2 separate regions of the Astyanax mexicanus genome follow, and region 2 is linked to region 1. The links are chromatin contacts, called in public Hi-C maps. All regions are on one chromosome and are shown on one strand. The core of a region is the stretch at or near the end of the contact, and the rest is flanking DNA. Distances in the headings are between cores, read along the strand shown.

Region 1 (4,169 bases), core at 712-3,211:
TCTGACTTTCTGATAGATAACTTTGCTTCATGGTTGCTGAAGTTTCATATTTTGCCAGCTGCAAGAATCATGAACCTGGCTGTCTGGCTGCTGTCTAGCTACAGTCAGCAGCTAGTGGGAGGGTCCCCTTGAGGGTGATACTGATAACAGTGTCTTTGTACTTTCCTCCATTGCCAGTCACATTATTTAAAGGGACTCTCACACAGTTTGTTGTTGCATTCAATTCATGACCAGTCTCTGGACCCTAGGCAATTAATTGGTTTACTGTTGTTGTTGCAACGGCCCTGGTACTGGAGAAAGAAGGAATGTGGCCTCTGCTTTAATCCTATTCCTGTTCAGTGAACATACACATACACACTAGTAAGCACGTACATAAAGTAATATAGGGTTAAGGGTCTTGCTTAAAGGACCCAACAGCTTGTCCCAGCGTGTTGAACCCAGGTATCAAACCCACCACCCTGTCATCAACAACCAAATACACTAACCACTTACCCAAAGAGAATGCCAACTATGTAGGTTCTCTTAACTCACAGGGGCAGTTTCCCAGACAGGAATTAATAGTGGTCTTTAGCCTTATCTGGACAGGATTAGTTTCTCAGGGGGTCCTGGGGTAATTTTCTGCTTTATGGGAGTACTCTGTAATTTTATTTCCGTCCGGAACGACCATGTATGTTTTTTTTCTCAGACAAATTACAGGCTGAATTACTTACGGTTTTTGCTAAACACCCTGGTAATTTTAGTCCCATCAGACAATTCTGAGTTCAATTCGTCTCCTCACGTTTAATAAAGTCCACTGCCACACACCTTAATTGCACTTTGGGTGCACTTTTATACAGAGATCCACGTAAAAAAAAACACAACAGCGAGTGGAAATAGAGGAGCTACTGAACGCGATGTCATGTGACTGAGAAAGCCATTAAACTTACTTGGTCCTCTTGTTTTTTCAATTGCAGTCCAGATGCAAGAGTTTTATCACTGAGTAGAAGTGTACAATATTTTTCACTAATGAGAGTCCCTGAGAAACTAATCTCGTTCAGATAGGGCTTTATACTACACCGTAGGCCTGTCGCAATAACTGCTATATCGATTTATCGTACAGTAAATGAACATAACCTCAATAATTTTTTATAATCATGATATCGTCTATTGTGTTCATTTGTATGTTTTTTCATATATATAACAGTGAACAGTATTTAAGCCAGTCATGCTTTAATAACAGTGACTCCACATACACAGTGTGGACTAAAGTAGGTGAAGAAATAAGTATATAATTCCCAAAATAATCATAATATAGGTTTAATTAAATTTTTGCTGACTTTAAAAAGTGTATAATTGTTTTTTTATGCTATTCTGTTATCATTATGTCCGTGGCATTTAATAGTCTTAAAAATACAAAAATATTATGTATCGCAATAATTTCTGGGACAATATATCACCCACAAAAAGTCTTATCATTACAGGCCTACTACACTGCATGTTAAACAGAGATTCTCAATCGAAAGGAATCTATAATCTACAACCAGGCTCAACACCAAGTGTTCACAGTGTTCAAAAACACCACCATATGCACCACATATACATATATCCACTTCCAAAATGCTACTTGATGGCATTTGACCTCATGATCTGTGTCTGGAACAACAATTTATGTGGCATCGTATGATCTTTTAATCTATATTGGAAGCAGTTATTAATAGATGCCATACACAAAGTTTTCCAAAAAGACTTTTCAGACTCTTGGCAGGCCTACAAACACAGCAGTAGGGACCCACACATGCACACACTCAGTCCTCAGTTGAGTAGACCACAGAATGACGTAGATCTTATGATGTGCAGTTAGTATTATTATTGTTAACAGTGCTGTTATTAATAGCAGAGCTTTGGTCTTTGTGTAGACTGAGAGTGGTGGCCGTGGCAACAGATGCTGCTGGGTGTTTTTTCTTCGACACCCACTGCACGTGGCTGAGGTTGGAGCGTTGGCAGGCCGGCTGCTCACCACAGTCATCCTGGCACCGGACCTCACAAGGTACACACATACATACACACACACACACACACACAGAGACCCACACACACAGACACACATGCTCATGCAGACATAAACGACAGACCCGTTGAGTCTTCGTCTCACACTTCTACTCACACCTTCACACAACAAAATATTCTGAACATTGGCACAAACACACACAGGCTGAGGTGGCACATACTCCTGCACCTTAATGAGGTTCTTATAAACCCAAGTGAACTCATGTTCATGCTCACACACACAGACAGACATAAACACACACATGCATACCACCATTTTCCATTTACTCTATGTATTAAAAGGCAGAGTAGATGCTTCATTTCTGTTGGAGCAGCTTTGCCACACAGTCCCCGGCCCCAGACCCAGACCTGGGCACCGTTTCACTCTTTCCAAATTCGCGGTGCCTTCTCTCGTTTACTTTCCACCCCATATAGCCTAACGTGACCCTATCATTTCAGTTCTCTCCCTCTTCTTCTTCTCGACGGCTCCACTCGTCCGCTGTCAAATAGAACTATACTTCGTTCCTATAATATGAAACCCATCTCTTTTTCTTCTTTCCACTTGTTTTTTTTTGACAGCCGATCCAATCACAACAGAGTGACGTGGGCTTGTGGCTGCTCGCGGTGCTTTTGTATTTTTTTTATCGGCTTGTTTCTATTTTTGGGGTCTTCCATGGAGTGCAAAAATTAGTCAAGAGAGAAAGTGTGTGTGTGTGTGTGTGTTGTGTATGTAAGAGAGAAAGAGAGAGAGAAAGAGTGGGGATGGAAGAGAAGGAGAGTAGAGGGGGCGAGTTGTGCATAGTGCCAATGGAAGGAGGAAGGGAGAGTTCCTTAGGAAGACACGAGAGACGCTGTCAACACACACACACATCCCCAATATAGACTGACACCGTTCCACACATACCACTGCCACACTCTCTCTTAAACACACACATATATACACACATACACACTCGCTGCTTACTGATCTTCCTTACACTCATTACTCTGAATGATGAAGTCCTAAACAGCTGGGCCTCTACACTGGCATGTAAAAAGTCATGAGATAATGTATAAATATAAGTATAAATTGATCATAAAGTGTTATTGCAGGGGATGGCCTGGAAACACATACACCTGTATAAGTTTTGCTTGTTTTGAGCTGTTGCTTTGTGAATGAGATTTAACACTGGCCAGTGCACCCATGCATGCGTGTCAGAGTGTCTTTGCTATCGTAACAATGGGAAGACTATGCCTAATATGGCTCATAATCTGCAAAAAACATTTACTAATTCTTTTAATAATAAATCATGGTTCTGTTTTGGACGTAACATGCAATGTGCAAACCAATAAGCATGTCACTTGCCCCATTCCCTTTAAGAGGCAGGTGCACTCTGACTTTGGCGGATTGGAATGTTAACGGTGCAGCGCTTCTGCTGACCTGCTTTTGTATGCTGTGGAGGTACGTAAGCAGGTAATTTATGGGAACAAGAATGTTGTTTTATTTGGTATTCTGTTTATTATTGATGTAAAAGTTGGGTTTGTGCACTGCTGTGTGTCCTTCCGTATGTAAAAAAACGAGGTGTACGCACATTCAGCGCACAGTGCAGAGAGTAATGAACATCTGACAGTTGACTGTTGTCTGTCTAGGTAGCTTTCAGCCCTGAGAGAGCACAATTGAAATTGCTATCTCTGGGTGGGTAGATGGCGCACTTTCTTCTCATTACTCCTAGAGTGATGTCGATCAGCACAAGGCACCTGTGGGATGATGTATCAGAACAGAGTCGCTGCACTTTCCTCCGAGCACGCTGTGATGCTACACTCAGCAATGCTACAAAAAGAGACGGAGTAACAGTACCCCAGAAATTCATCTTAACACACTTCACGTCTAGACCACAACACCCATTCGTGTAGATATATTCACAAGCTTGTCGCTATTTAAACAACGCAGGTGAGAAAATAGACTGTTGATTGAGTGTAAGATAGGGTCCATGCAGCATCGTGACATGTCTTGCACAGGGTCTAAGATAGTGTTTGAACAATGCCTGATAATGGGTACCAGATGTAAAAGACCAATTCCATTTTTTAAGATTTGCAGGCAATTACCATTTCCTATCCTCAGTGTCCTGGTGTGTATCAGGAATACATCCTAGAAAGCATTACCA
Region 2 (4,169 bases), core at 1,040-3,539, 74 kb after region 1:
TGAAGCAGAAAAAAAGTAAGAAATTGGACTAAACGAAGCAGCTTCCATATACAATGTAACAGCTGAAAGGATTCCTTTTGTGTTTGTTTGTAGGGGAAGGACAGTGAACTGTAGGGATAACAGTAGGCTATTGGAACTGCACAAGAATAAATAGTTATGAATATACACTACCAGACAAAAGTTTGGAAACACTTTTTTTATTTTATTTTTTTTTCCGTACATTTCCTTTTTTCCTTACATCCTTACAAATAAATACTGAGGACATCCAGAGTGTGAAGAAACACATAAGGAATCATGCAGTTAGTAAACCTGACCTGGTTATTTACTGTATACCAACTTCCAGGTGATTCTACCTCATAGAACTGACTGAGAAAATCCAGCCAAGATATTTACTGAATAACCCCATATGTTTTTCTTTATAGTTTGGATGACTTAAAATCTGAAGTATAAAAATAGATTAGATTTTGACCAGCATATTGTATGTATGAGATGGTTGAAGGTTTACTGGTCTACAAGCATGATCAACCAGACTAGACTAGATAACTACGATGGCCAAGCATGACCAATATCAAACACCACATTTACAAATTAGTTCAAAACTAGTTTACCAGCATAGGGTATGTTTATGTCTGAATGAACAGCTTTTCATCCACATTTCATACTCCATATTGGTCTTGAGTGTGTGTTTTTGTTTTTGTTTTTAGCAGAGAACTGTTTGTTCAAATAACAAGACTCATTGTACAGACATCATGTTCAGAAACACTGAATAGGATTTTACAGGAAACTTCTTAATGGACTTCCAGCTATTATTGTTGTGAAAACAGCGCCCCCTATTGAATCAGTGCAGTGTTGTTATTTTCTCTTTGTTACATTTCTTAGGTAAGTTGGTTCCTTTAACAGCACTTTTAATTGTAAAATGTTTGTGGGCCCTGCCTAAAAATGTTTTGCCTTGAACTTCTATGTCCTCTGTTGCTAAATGTACATCATTATTTTAAGTCACTTTGGATGAAAGCATCTGCCAAATGTAATTTAAATGTAATGTAATAGAATAGTAATAAAAAATAAAGTAAATATGATTACAGCATAAAATATGTAGGATAGAAGCTGTAGGTGCATCTATGCTCCTTATAGACCTACAGTGGTGGATCATTTTGAATCCATTAATTACTATACAGTCTATTGTGGCAATTTAATACTGTAAGAAAAATTCATGTAAATTTTGGATGTTGACCATCATCATTTTCTTTCACTTTGGAAACAAGGGATTAACCAAGTATTTGGCAACTGACCATATTTTTCCAGAAATGGCAAAAAAAAAACTTTTGGTGTTCAGTATATTAAGTGAAAAGACCCAATTATTAATAATAAAAAATATTGTGATTTGTTGGTATGTCAGCTGGTATGTTAAACTATTTTATATGCTTATTTTTATGAAAGCCAGACAAAAAGCACATATAGGCTATTTACAATATGTAGTGGTGAAGAAATTGTATAATTAATTACAACCTGCAAACAACAATATTTTTGTATTTGATATTCTAATATTCTGGCAAAATGTTTTAATTTTGTAATTTCAATTAAACTAAAAGAACTTAAACTAAAACTAAAATGTCCTTTTATAGCTTTCTGTATCAGTTTGGTATCAGGATATTAGCCTTGGTTTTATTTAGAATTAGACTCATAATATATGGAGCCAATGCCATACTAAATCTCCTGTTCATCAGATACTTTTAATAAGAGCCCAAAATCAGTTCTAAAACAACTAATAAAAGAATAATAAAAAATAACTGTTTTTTTTTGTGATAAAGAGGATACATTTCTTTAAATGTAATATTAAGAATGAATCCCTAATGTAACATATATGAAATTTATTTATTTGTATTTTTTTACAAAGAATGTAGAAATAGTATATTTTTTGTAGAAATCAGAACTATATATTTGGAAGGTAAAACCTTTTATAAGAAAAATCAATTATTAAAATTATTGAAACAGACCTGTAGAAGCAAAAATACACTTTAAAAGAAGCTCCCACCCCCTGTCATTACCCCACCTCTCTAAAGCTCATACTGTATCCACCCATCAACCAACAAACATGCCTGCTCTCCACGCGCTCTGCGTTTTGTCACTGTCAGAGCTGCTGGCATTCTTTAGGACCTATCAGTCAACCCAGGCCCTGCTCCAGTCCTCTGTAACCCTGCTCTGTCAATCAGACACTTGACAACCAATCGCACTCAGCAGGAGGCGGTCTCCCGGTGCCTGATTGACGAGGGGGCTGAGCCTCGTGCAGGGAAGGTTTTGTTGACTTGCCGGGGCAAGGTCAAAGGTCATGGCTTGGGGGAAAATGGAGAGTTGTGAGGCAGCGATGGGCCGTAACAAAGGGGGCTAATTAGTGTGTGTGCTAGGGAGAATGTGAAAGTGGCTAAGTTGGCTAAGTACACGGTTTGATTGACAGCCACCCATTTTCCCTGTTAATTCGGCCATTGTGTGTGACAGCAGTCTGAATGTAGGCCGCTACGACCCCAGCCAGAACGAGATTCTCATAGTGTTCCTGATCATAGCAATGATTTAGGTCCTTCAAATTCCTTCAGCTCTCATATATATATATATGTGTGCGTGTGTATGTGTGTGTGTTCTGTATTGTAGATTAACACTAAAGTCATTCAAACTACTTAACAAAACCAGAATATGTTTCATATTTTAGATTCTTTAAAGTAGGCACCTCTTGCTTAGCATTTTCTCAGTCAATTTTATGAGAGAGTCATGGGGAATGTTAAGCTTTAGGTTAACAGCTGTGCTGATCTTGTCAAGAGTTAATTACTTTATTTCTTGCTTCTTAATGTGTTTGAGAGCATCAGTTGTAAAGTTGTGAAGAGGTAGAGTTGGTATACAGTGAATAGCCCTATGTGAGTAATGTTCTAATCCATGTTATGGCAAGAACTACTCAACTAAATAAATAAAAAAATACATTAGGAATAAAAGTCAGTCAATCTGAAACATTTCAAGAACTGTGAAAGTATCTAAAAGTGACCCATCAAAATCGTTATGATGAAACTGGCCGTCTCAGGAAAAGAAGAGCAAGAGTTACCTCTGTTGCAAAGGATAAATTCATCAGAGTTACCAACCTCAAAAAGCACAAGTTAACACCAGCACCCCAGAAAAGAGCCTGCTAATTGTTTACAGAGAATTTTGGTTTGATTAACATTTTTAAACATATTACATGATTCCTTATGTGTTCCTTCATAGTCTGAATGACTTCAATATTAATTTACAATGTAGAAAAAACATCAAATGAGAGATTGTGCCCAAACTTGACTAGTACTGTATATGGAAGATTTCATTGTTTGCCAAAGTTAAGCCAATATAATTAACAGAATTGAGACAGTATGAAGAAATGCAATGTTTCTTTTACTTTTACTTTGACTTATTTCATTGCAAACAGTTTGAAACAAAATATTTTATCTTCTCAAATTGTTTTAAGCTAGGCCAATTGTCCTGCCCATTTAGCTGTTAGTCAGCTGTACATCCCTTATCACAAGTATTGCCTCAACACAAGACTAGCACATGCCCCCTCCGATACATGTGAAGTCAGCCACCGCCTCTTTTTAAATTTGCTGCAGATGCAGCATTGCTGAGTAGCATCACAGCGCGCTTGAAGGAAAGTGCAGCGACTCGGTTGTGATACATCAACTCAGAGATGCGTTGTGCTGATTGATATCACTCTAGGAGTGATGTGGGGAGAGAGCGTCATCTACCCGCCCAGAGAGAGCAAGGCCAATTGTGCTCTCTCAGGGCTCTGGCAGCTGATGGCAAGCTGATCAGTCTCCTGATCATAGTGGCCTTTATCATGAGTGCAGCGTGTGATTTTGCGTAGTCTTTTTCAAAAATGGATGGGCATACCTGGAAAGGATGTTGTCTTAAAGGCAAAAATGTTGTTCTGCGATTTCACTAACACTGCTATCACAGAAGTGTACACACATAACACAATACCATGATTTTTTTTTGTCTGTAGTCTGGTGCTCATGGTGTCTATATCTGGAAGATATGGAACAATCAGTAATACATGCACATAAATGTGTGAAATGGCGAAAGGAGTCCAATTTCCAAACACTGAATAGAGTTTTCTGCTCCTCCCCAGACACAAAACTCGTGGAGGTTGCCAGATCGACACA

What was found. A called contact is a pair of places that touch in the nucleus more often than the background predicts.
Region 2: a contact with region 1 is called in a Hi-C map of muscle, with 9 times the contacts expected there. The contact joins two enhancer-like sites. A contact is called at or near these places in 2 of 3 Hi-C or Micro-C datasets (both in muscle).

Annotation. Positions count from the first base shown.
Region 1 is chr3:22,920,825-22,924,993 of AstMex3_surface, forward strand. No RefSeq gene overlaps it. Among protein-coding and RNA genes, the nearest start is that of LOC111195566, 8.0 kb to the right of the region's middle. Within about 2 kb of position 1,962, the one cell type or tissue checked has an H3K27ac peak away from gene starts, as active enhancers do.
Region 2 is chr3:22,994,407-22,998,575 of AstMex3_surface, forward strand. No RefSeq gene overlaps it. Among protein-coding and RNA genes, the nearest start is that of cica, 13 kb to the right of the region's middle. Within about 2 kb of position 2,290, the one cell type or tissue checked has an H3K27ac peak away from gene starts, as active enhancers do.